2 separate regions of the Zea mays genome follow, and region 1 is linked to region 2. Evidence: chromatin contacts called from public Hi-C data. All regions are on one chromosome and are shown on one strand. The core of a region is the stretch at or near the end of the contact, and the rest is flanking DNA. Distances in the headings are between cores, read along the strand shown. Region 1 has its middle 100 kb from the start of LOC103652966. Region 2 holds the start of LOC100856929 (co-chaperone protein SBA1).

Evidence for each region. Hi-C and Micro-C count contacts between places; a contact is called where the count stands out from the background.
Region 1: a Hi-C map of leaf shows a contact between it and region 2, with 4 times the contacts expected there. The contact joins the enhancer-like site here to the promoter of LOC100856929 in region 2. A contact is called at or near these places in 5 of 25 Hi-C or Micro-C datasets (ear, endosperm, leaf and 1 more) and 1 of 3 datasets of contacts at active chromatin or transcription factors (leaf).

Annotation. Positions count from the first base shown.
Region 1 is chr4:26,080,163-26,084,570 of Zm-B73-REFERENCE-NAM-5.0, forward strand. No RefSeq gene overlaps it. Among protein-coding and RNA genes, the nearest start is that of LOC103652966, 100 kb to the right of the region's middle. Within about 2 kb of position 1,584, at least 18 of the 20 cell types and tissues checked have an H3K27ac peak or open chromatin away from gene starts, as enhancers often do. A contact at or near this core is called in ear, leaf and tassel, where this site is marked.
Region 2 is chr4:25,955,060-25,959,494 of Zm-B73-REFERENCE-NAM-5.0, forward strand. It overlaps LOC100856929 (co-chaperone protein SBA1), which reads right to left and starts at 1,323. Exons shown (of 6, transcript NM_001254815.2): 1 at 1,192-1,323. The coding sequence starts at 1,196.

The DNA of each region.
Region 1 (4,408 bases), core at 334-2,833, 130 kb after region 2:
GGGTTCTGCGCAAAAGACACAAAGACACAGAACTCCAACAGTGTGGACTACGGGTTGTTTATAGTTAAATAAGAGGTCTCTTTTGCAAAACGCGCAGGTCGAAAGGGTATCGGTTAAGTCTGGCCGTTGGATCCTGCATCAAGGGCCACGATTAAATTTTCTTACCACCGAACCAGAATGCGATCGCAGCCATCGAATCAACGATCGACGGCCCGAAGGGTTATATGCCTAGATCTAATCTGTGCCCTCCGCAATCGATCCAACGGTTCGATGTTTACCCTTTTCTGGACATATCCCGGCCACAGATGGTTGCAGCAACGGTCCCAGAGCATTTTCTTTCTTCCAGGACGACTCCGGGCGGCTCCCGTAGCTCCGCCGCGGCGAACACGACGGCTTGATCCCGCCACCGCGCTCGACTACCCTATTCACACCCGAGGTCGGTGCAACGCAAGGCAGGAACCCAAAGGATCAGGGTCGATGTGGCTTACCAGTGGGTGAAGCTGGGGTGGCCCTCGGCCAAGGTGCGGTGCGAACCTACGGCGGCGCCAGAGCCCATGGATGGACGAGTGATCGCGCCCGGCGCGTGAGTTCGTAGGAGGAGACCAGCCACACCTAGCCGACCACCAGGGACTCCGCGACAACCTTGTGCAGCTTCATGGCACGATTCAGGTGCCGTCGGGACATGGCCGGAGCACAACTGCGCTGCGCCGAGCCAGATCACACGGAACACAGTGTTGCCGCACGGGCCCCGCCCACGGCGTGAGGCAGAACCGCGATGGCGATCCATCTCAGTTTTCATGGCGACGAGCTCACCGGCGAGTGGGGCGGCGATCCATACCCCAGCCTGGAGCACGACTGCGGCGACACTTACCCAAGCCCCACGGCGACAACGCTCAAGCTTCAATGGAGTAGGAGATAGTTGCGGCGAGGGCGCGAGGCAGCGTGCTGGGAGCAACGAACAACGCGAGAGGCCGCTGGCAGCTTGGGCTAGATCCCGGCGAGGTGCGGACCAGAGCCACGACCGAAGCCGCGAGGCGGTGCCCCCTCAAATCGAGCACCAGAGCTCCACTTTCCCCCTACGGTTTGTGCTATGCAGAGCGGACCAGCAAGTGAACCAAAGGGTCAAGAAGCTCACCAAAGTTCCTGCCGAAGCGACCTTCGACCATGGAGGGGTGCGTCTTGACAATTCCTCACCGCTTCGGCCCCAGAACCGCATGGTGAGGGCATGATAACCATCCGCGTGCCTTTGCGAAGATCACTAGGCCACGACCCTCAATCAGACGCTAGCGAATCGCAATGACCATGGTGCCACGGCGGCGGCGGATGTCCCTGCCCCATAGCTCCTGCTGGCGATTCCATCGGAGGCAATGGCGCCCATGGGGTGGTTGGTCCAGAGGAGGACCCGGTTTTATATGCCGGGAGGAAGAAGGCTGGGCACGAGCTCATCGGATGGATAGGGCAGGATCCGTCCGGAAGTCGCGCGCTTCTGTTCCGAGCCTGCGACCGAGATGGAAGGGGAAGTTGTCGCCACGGGTCCACCCATCAGTGGCACAAGGATTTCTAGGCGTGCACGTGACAGACTGGCATGTAGGGCCCACACGGCTATGGCCAGCATGCAATCGCGGAACAGGGAGAACGGACAGGGAGGCTGCTAGGTGGGGCCAGGCCGTCAGTATTGGCACATGACCAGGTGCGTGCGTCTGTGTGGGTTGGGCTGCGCGCGTCAAGTAGTGGGTCGTGCGGGCCACAGGGTTTTGAGGGCGAGCTGGGCCGAGTGGAAGAAGATCTGGCGTAGGTTTGCTTTTCCTTTTCCCTTTTTATTTCATTTTATTTCTATTTGAATTTCAAATCAACACAAGTTTGAATCCTAAACTTTTACTTTGAGATGCATAAATAAAACACCAACATGAATGCAAAACTATATATATATTTGTTTTATTTTAGTTCATTTATTCATGATTCCAATCATGAAACAGAGAATAGTTCACATCTTAATACTTATAAACTTCAATAAATGCTAATTTATAAAAGAATCTTTTTATTGAATTTTAGTTATAAAACTTTTATTTAAGGAGATGTGACCTCAAATGTTATGGGAATTCTAAAGAAAAAATATTCTAATTCAAGATCTTTGAAAATTTTTACTATATTCTCAAAATGAGATTTAGGGTGTTACAAATCTTACCCCCCTTAACAAAAATCTCGTCCTCGAGATTTGTAAGAAAAGAGATATAGAAAGCCAAATGTTTGGTTGCAGTTTAGCTTCAAGTTTTTTTCAAGTGGTTTTAAGCACAAATGTTTTCTATATACTTTTTAAGTCATTAAATAAGGAAATGGTTAGGAACACGTGGGTATACTATGTTTAGCTATTAGGCAGAAGTAGAGAAGGTTGCGGTAATAAGGATTATGGTAAAGAAGATTCCATTATCGATGGTGGATCTTGACTCATTTGGTGATCCAGCTCCTGCTCTTTGAAGACTTGAGTCGGTGCTTCTCCTTCCTTGACGGGGTTGGTCTTCTTTGGCCCTCATCTTTAGAGTTGCCATCTCTGCTAAGGTATTATGGTTAAGATAGTTGTCGGTGCTTGTGATGGAAAGGCCCAACATGATTTACTTTGCTTTTGGGGTAGATGCATTTAGGTAACTTATCAGGTAGGTTAAGTAGTTTTGCATGACCGAGTTGATCTAAGTCACCAATTTAGGCTTAAGTGAGTTAGGAGTATGGCCTTATCCTTTGTACTAGCATTAGATAACTTACTCTAGATTAGATCATAATAGATTAGATAGAATCCAGATTAGGTTGGTACGACTAGATTAAACTAGTTATGATCTCATTATTTTGGATTAGGTCCTGGTGGTTACTTTAGGATCAGATAAATATAGTGGTTAGGATAAAACGAATCTTTCATGATGAGATGAATTCATTAAGATAAGAGAGAATCTTTTAAGATAAGATGGATCTATTAAAATATGATAGATCTTTTTAAGATGAGATGGATATTGTTAGGCTAGATACTTTATTGAGGGATAATCTAGTTTGTCTAGTTAGTTTTATAAGCATTATGTTTATGCAGATGTAATTGTGGACCTTACTCCACAACTCATCACACTCAATCAAAGATCCAAATCAGACAAATATCATAAGAACAAGCATTCAAGTTCATAGATATTTATATAAAAATAGTTTTGTTTTTGTTCCTAAGAGTAGGTCTCCTATTTCTAAAGTCACTCTAGGTGTAGGATTTCAAAGTGTGAAATCCACATTTGTCTTTAGAAAGAAAAGGTAAGAATAATCAGAGTAAAGCGGAAATAGATGAGAAAAGATTAAGAAAAGTTTAGATAAGAATCAGAGTAGCAAAGGTAAGTAGACAATGGTTGTCCAGTTCTATCTAGGTTTCGTCCTACAGTCAACATTCCTCTGATACCACTTCTGTCACACCCGGGTGTCAGGGGCACTAAGACCCGGGCGCGAACATAATCACCAGGTGTGCTGGGACCAAGTCTCACACATATGATGAATCATGGCACAAGATTGAATGTCACATATTTACTAAATAATAGGAGTTCTGTACAAAATAAATAAATAATTATATTATAAGAGACAACGGTCCAGCAACCCAAAGTTGACTGGGAGACGACGGCCTAGACCTCTCACGAACACATCACAACATCCTCCAAGCGCCTCATCCTGTGGTACCTGCTCTTGACCTGTGGGGGGGGGGGGGGTGTGAGACAGCAAGAGTGAGCTCACATACGTTCATCGCTCAACAAGTTGTGGGGAATAATGTGCATGAACTCGCCAAAGGTGGGAGCTCACGTGAAGAGTAAGGCTTACCAAAGAGGATGGTTAGAGCTGAGCATTGCTTTTAAAGTTGGTCAAAATTTTATTAGCAGTTACTAAGTATAAGTAAATACCAACCCAATTAAGAAAAGTAATAACATCACCTGCGATGCAATGCATATGACAAATTGAATTTAGTTCCATAAATTAATCATGTGAGGGTTCGAGCTGCTCATGACCGTGAGCACGGCTAGTATACCAGTTTTACACTCTGCAGAAGTTGCGCATCTTTACCCACAAGTCATGTTACCAATCTGCCAAGGGATCGCGACTTCCCATACACCTCTACCGAGGAGGCGAGGCAGGGTAACACTACGAGGCCTTTACAAAGTTCCACTAGCTTCAGAAAACCCGCTACAGTTTATAGGAAGCTCCAATGCAGGGATCCCTCGCATGATCGCCATCGCAGCAAAATCATCCCAAGGACCTCCCTACACTGACCACTCCCCTACTGCCCTTGCCCCTTTCGGGTAAGGTAGTCTTCCGCTAGCTTTCCTAATTAATCAGCCAAGGGCGTCCCATTAAACCCTTATGGTGGCACTGTTTTCCCGGGTGGTTGCTCCATGTT
Region 2 (4,435 bases), core at 73-2,572:
AGAACATGATAGTGTAACACTTCCTGTAACAAAAAAAGTAATCATAGCTTGTAAGCTTGTTCCCAGCTGCAAGCATGTGCATGTGCACACTTTCATCAACACCATTCAACAAAAATGAAGTTAAGAACAAGGTTATTAAGGCATCACCTAGGGTTCCAGTCAGTTTTTAAATCGTGGTATTGTCTCGTGGCAAAAGTTACTGCCAAGGTATCAGATTTAGCTGAGGCGAACGCCGCAGGACAAGAAGGCACGAGGGAAAGAGCAGCACAATGCGAGCAGAAAGAAAGTAACGGCTAAATGATTGACTTCCACGTTGGCAGGAAAAGGAGGGAGCTGCACGCACAAGAATAGGATTGAGCTGCTGGTGCTGAGGGGAACGGGGTGCTGCGACACGCACGAATTTAATGATAGATTCATTAGTTCAGAATGAGAAACAACAACGGCCATAGATTAAGGTTGGGTCGTAATTTACGGGTTGTCGTACGTGAAGCACTTTCGAGGTGGAGCACACGTACACCTCCCACGGAAGGCTCCCCATCTAACTTGTGCCCGTTTGAGAGGATAGGGAAAGGGGGGAGAGGGGGAGAGAGAAGAGGGTGTTCACACAAGCACCAGCACCTGTGACCGCAATTCCCACCCCAATCCGCGACAGCAACTACCGTGTCTGCCGCCTTATCCACGATCATGGCTCCAGCCCCTTCCACAGCTGCATTCTCTTCGCCCGTCCGAAGACTCCATCCATCCACGATTTGTCTTTGCAACTCTTCATCATCGGCATCAAAAGCTTTGCCCCCAATAACCCACCCATTCACACCCAACTAACCATCTAAAGCCTTGCCCCCAACCAACAGAAATATTCAAAACCGCGGCACGAAAAATTAACCAAATCAAAGCCGTACAGAAACGCGCCCCGCCCAAACCCTAGGTGCGCATCGCAACTCGAATTAAACTACAAGAAACCCAACAGTTCCATCGAGCCCAGCCACATCTCGGCGGGAGACCCATGGGGCTCGAGCTGAGCCATGGACACGGCAGAGCATGACCACGTACACCCCGACCCCCGAGATCCGACCACGCAGCCGTAGGCGATCGCTGCGAATGATCCTGTTCCCAACCCCGCGGAGCGAGACCGCCGAATCTAGAGAGAAGAGTAGACTCTGGATCAAGAATGCCCGGTGAATTTTGGCTCACCTCATCTTGACGCCGCTGGTACAGGCGGCGGCGTGGGCGGCGGCGGGTTGTGGGGAGCGAGGGTTTTTGTGAGGTTTTCTGGAGTGGGTGGGAGGAGAGTGAGAGCAGAGGAGAGATATGGAAGTTCGGGAGTAGCAGGCCGAAATGGGCTGGGATATGGTCGTAGCCTCGTAGGTACGATAGGCCTAGTTGTGGTCTTGTGGCTGTTTATCTATTTGATTGCTCATTTATTACTAGGTGAGTGTCCGTGCGTTGCGATGGAAGTAAAAAATTTGTATGAAACATATAAACGGAACAACAAATATCATTATGATATGTAAAATTCGTGTGGTAAACATTATCAATCCAGACACATGATTGCTTCAATCTTTACGAGAACAAACAGGTACAGACAAGAGTAGAGTAGGTAAGCGGTGTGTGGACCCAAAAATGTTCGGGGAGAATGTACCATCAACTAAAAAATGGTGCGGTTAGTTGACACGGGTGTCCTATATTCTTCTCAACTCAAATGTTGTTGCTCGCTCGACCACATGTTTATAACAAAATCGTGAAACGCGCGTGCAAGCTCAATTACAGATCTAGATGTTCAGCGGAGATGACACACAACAGCAAGCAAGCAAGCAGAAATATATACAGAACAGAGGAAAATTCGATCGAGCATCTATACAAGAAAACATATGTGTGTCTCTCTCTCTCTTCGTCGTGCTCGTGCGTGCATGACAGTGGTGCCCCCGCGACCGCGACGCAGAAAAAAAATACGAATTGTACTCTGCTCGTAGCATCGCATGAAAACCAGCACAACGACGACGGAATAGCACCGGCATGTCCACGACCACGCGACCACAGCGTGGTGGCCGGGCGAAACGGAAGGCACACATCACCTATCATCTAGCGAATAGTCAAGGGAATAAAAATGGTGTCTCGCATAGTCAAGGGAATAAAAATCACAAGAAACGTAAAATAGATCACAAATTCAACACAATTACCTGAGAAGTTGTTGTGATAGGTGACAAATTATGGAGGCGCGAAAAGAGGGAGAACAGATAGAAACTGGGGGTGTGGCTACATTTATAGCCAGTGAGGACACTGCCGATTTCCATCTTACATCAATGGAGAAAGTTGGAAAGGAAAGAGATCCATACATTCAAGGAAACAGAGCAGAGGAAAATATAGGGAGGGACCCACCTCGGCTAAAATTACGAAGGTAAATATGGCATTCGCACTACAGACATCAGGCAAGCAATAACGTGTGGAGGGAAACTCGTCTACACAGGCGTGATTAGTGGTTTTATTTCCAACCTGGCCGCTCGGATCTACAAAGGCATGATTTGTTGCTTTGTTTTGTCTGACCGCTCGACTGGCCAGGTATATGCATGAAAAGGCTTTGGCTAGACTTCACCAGAGATCTCACGGGACAGGCTTCACCAGAAGGCTTCGGCCACCTCGATTGATGAAAAAGTACTTGTCTGCCATTGAACTATACCAGCAAATTCTAAAAGGACGACGACCTTGATTAGAGGGAAAGTACCGCACCACAGAGCAGTTAGGCTTTACGATTCCATTACGCCCTCACTGTGTTCGTGTCCCTATGAAATAAGGAAAGGCTGGATGGATGCTCTGAGTAAGGGGGGAGATGACGGGGGGAGATGACGTGGTGGCAAATAATTGAAGTGAAGTGGAGAGCAAAGTGGCATCTCTGCCCCCGCTTGAGATGTTGGTTTGCTAGATTCAGTTGTCACTGCGCCACCCAGTCTTCTAGCTTAAGGAAAACGAGTAGTACTCCAAAAGGCCGCTTTTGATGTTAATGGTAACAATTTTTTTGTTTCACTCTAATTTCAGCCAGCTCTTGCTTTGTCAAGATGGCCACTCCAAAAGGCCGCTTTTTTCGTACCTACAAATTTCACATCGTGTAGTGACCTATGCTGGAAAAAATAGTAGCATCCTATGTACTGCCAGGAATTGAAAACATTGATGAATAATCTAAATTGTCAATACTTATGAGTACTACTTTTGTTTACCTAGATAATGCTTCCCTTTGAATACACAAATACAATGTCTTTTTTAGGCCCTGTTTGGGACCGCTCCAGCTCCAGAAAATTTGGTGGAGTTGGTGGAGCAGGTCATTAGGTGCTCCAAAAAATCGTGGAGCTAGAGCTGAAAGACTTTAGAAGACACTTAGACAAATCATTTTGTATATTATTTAGATTAAAAATATTTTTAAAACTATTTAAATTGATATTATAAACTACAGCTCCACACTGGAGTTAGAACCTGGAGCCATCCCAAACACACCCTTAGATTATGCATTTGGTCTCTCAGACATCATTGCCATTTCAAGCTGAAACATTTTTCTTTCTGCTTTCCACAGGTTTTCTTTCTGAAAAAATGCACGTTCGCACTTTGCATAAAGATCATTTACATATATTTCAGCTTAATAGTGCTGGAATATCAGGGCAAACAAAAAAATTGTACTCCAAACATATATCGATAGCAAGCAAAATGGTAGCAGTAAAGCTGAACGTATTTTCCCCAAAATAAAAAAGAGAGACCTAAAGTCTAAATGTACAATATCTGCAAAACAAAGGAGGAAATTCACACAAGTTACTCATAATAGCTTGGGTAAAGGGTAATGGTGAGAATTCTTTATCGGTAAGCGAATGTCGAGCATACATCAAGGTTCTCTGTATCTGATTTTAAGGATTCATCTCAACTTGGGGTGATCTAATATCTTTATAGAGATGTAGAAAAAAAACTGACCTGTTGTGCTTCTCAGAGACAGCACATTACCCCTTGTGTTTGCCAACATAACCAATAAAGTTTCTGCTTAACATACAGGTCAATGCACGTCAATTTGATTTACCGTTGCCCCTCAAAAGTCATCGACGCAACAGAAAATGTCATTGTTCACCAAATTTGACCACACCATGCCAGTGAGCCATCAGAAAAAAGCAATGTTCAAACTGATGCTTACCAGTGCATAGGCGACAGTGCCCACCTGTCGGGGACCATAATTAGGGGTACCCTCAAGACGCCTAATTCTCAGCTGGTAACCCCCATCAGCATAAAGCTGCAAAGGCCTGATGGGTACGATTAAGTCAGGGATCAAGTCCACAAGAGTGACTCGATCACGCTTCGTCCGAGCCTAGCCTCGGCCAAGGGCAGCCGACCTCGAGAGACTTCCGTCTCGCCCGAGGCCCCCCTTTTAACGGCGGACACACCTCCGGCTCGCCCGAGGCCTTGGCTT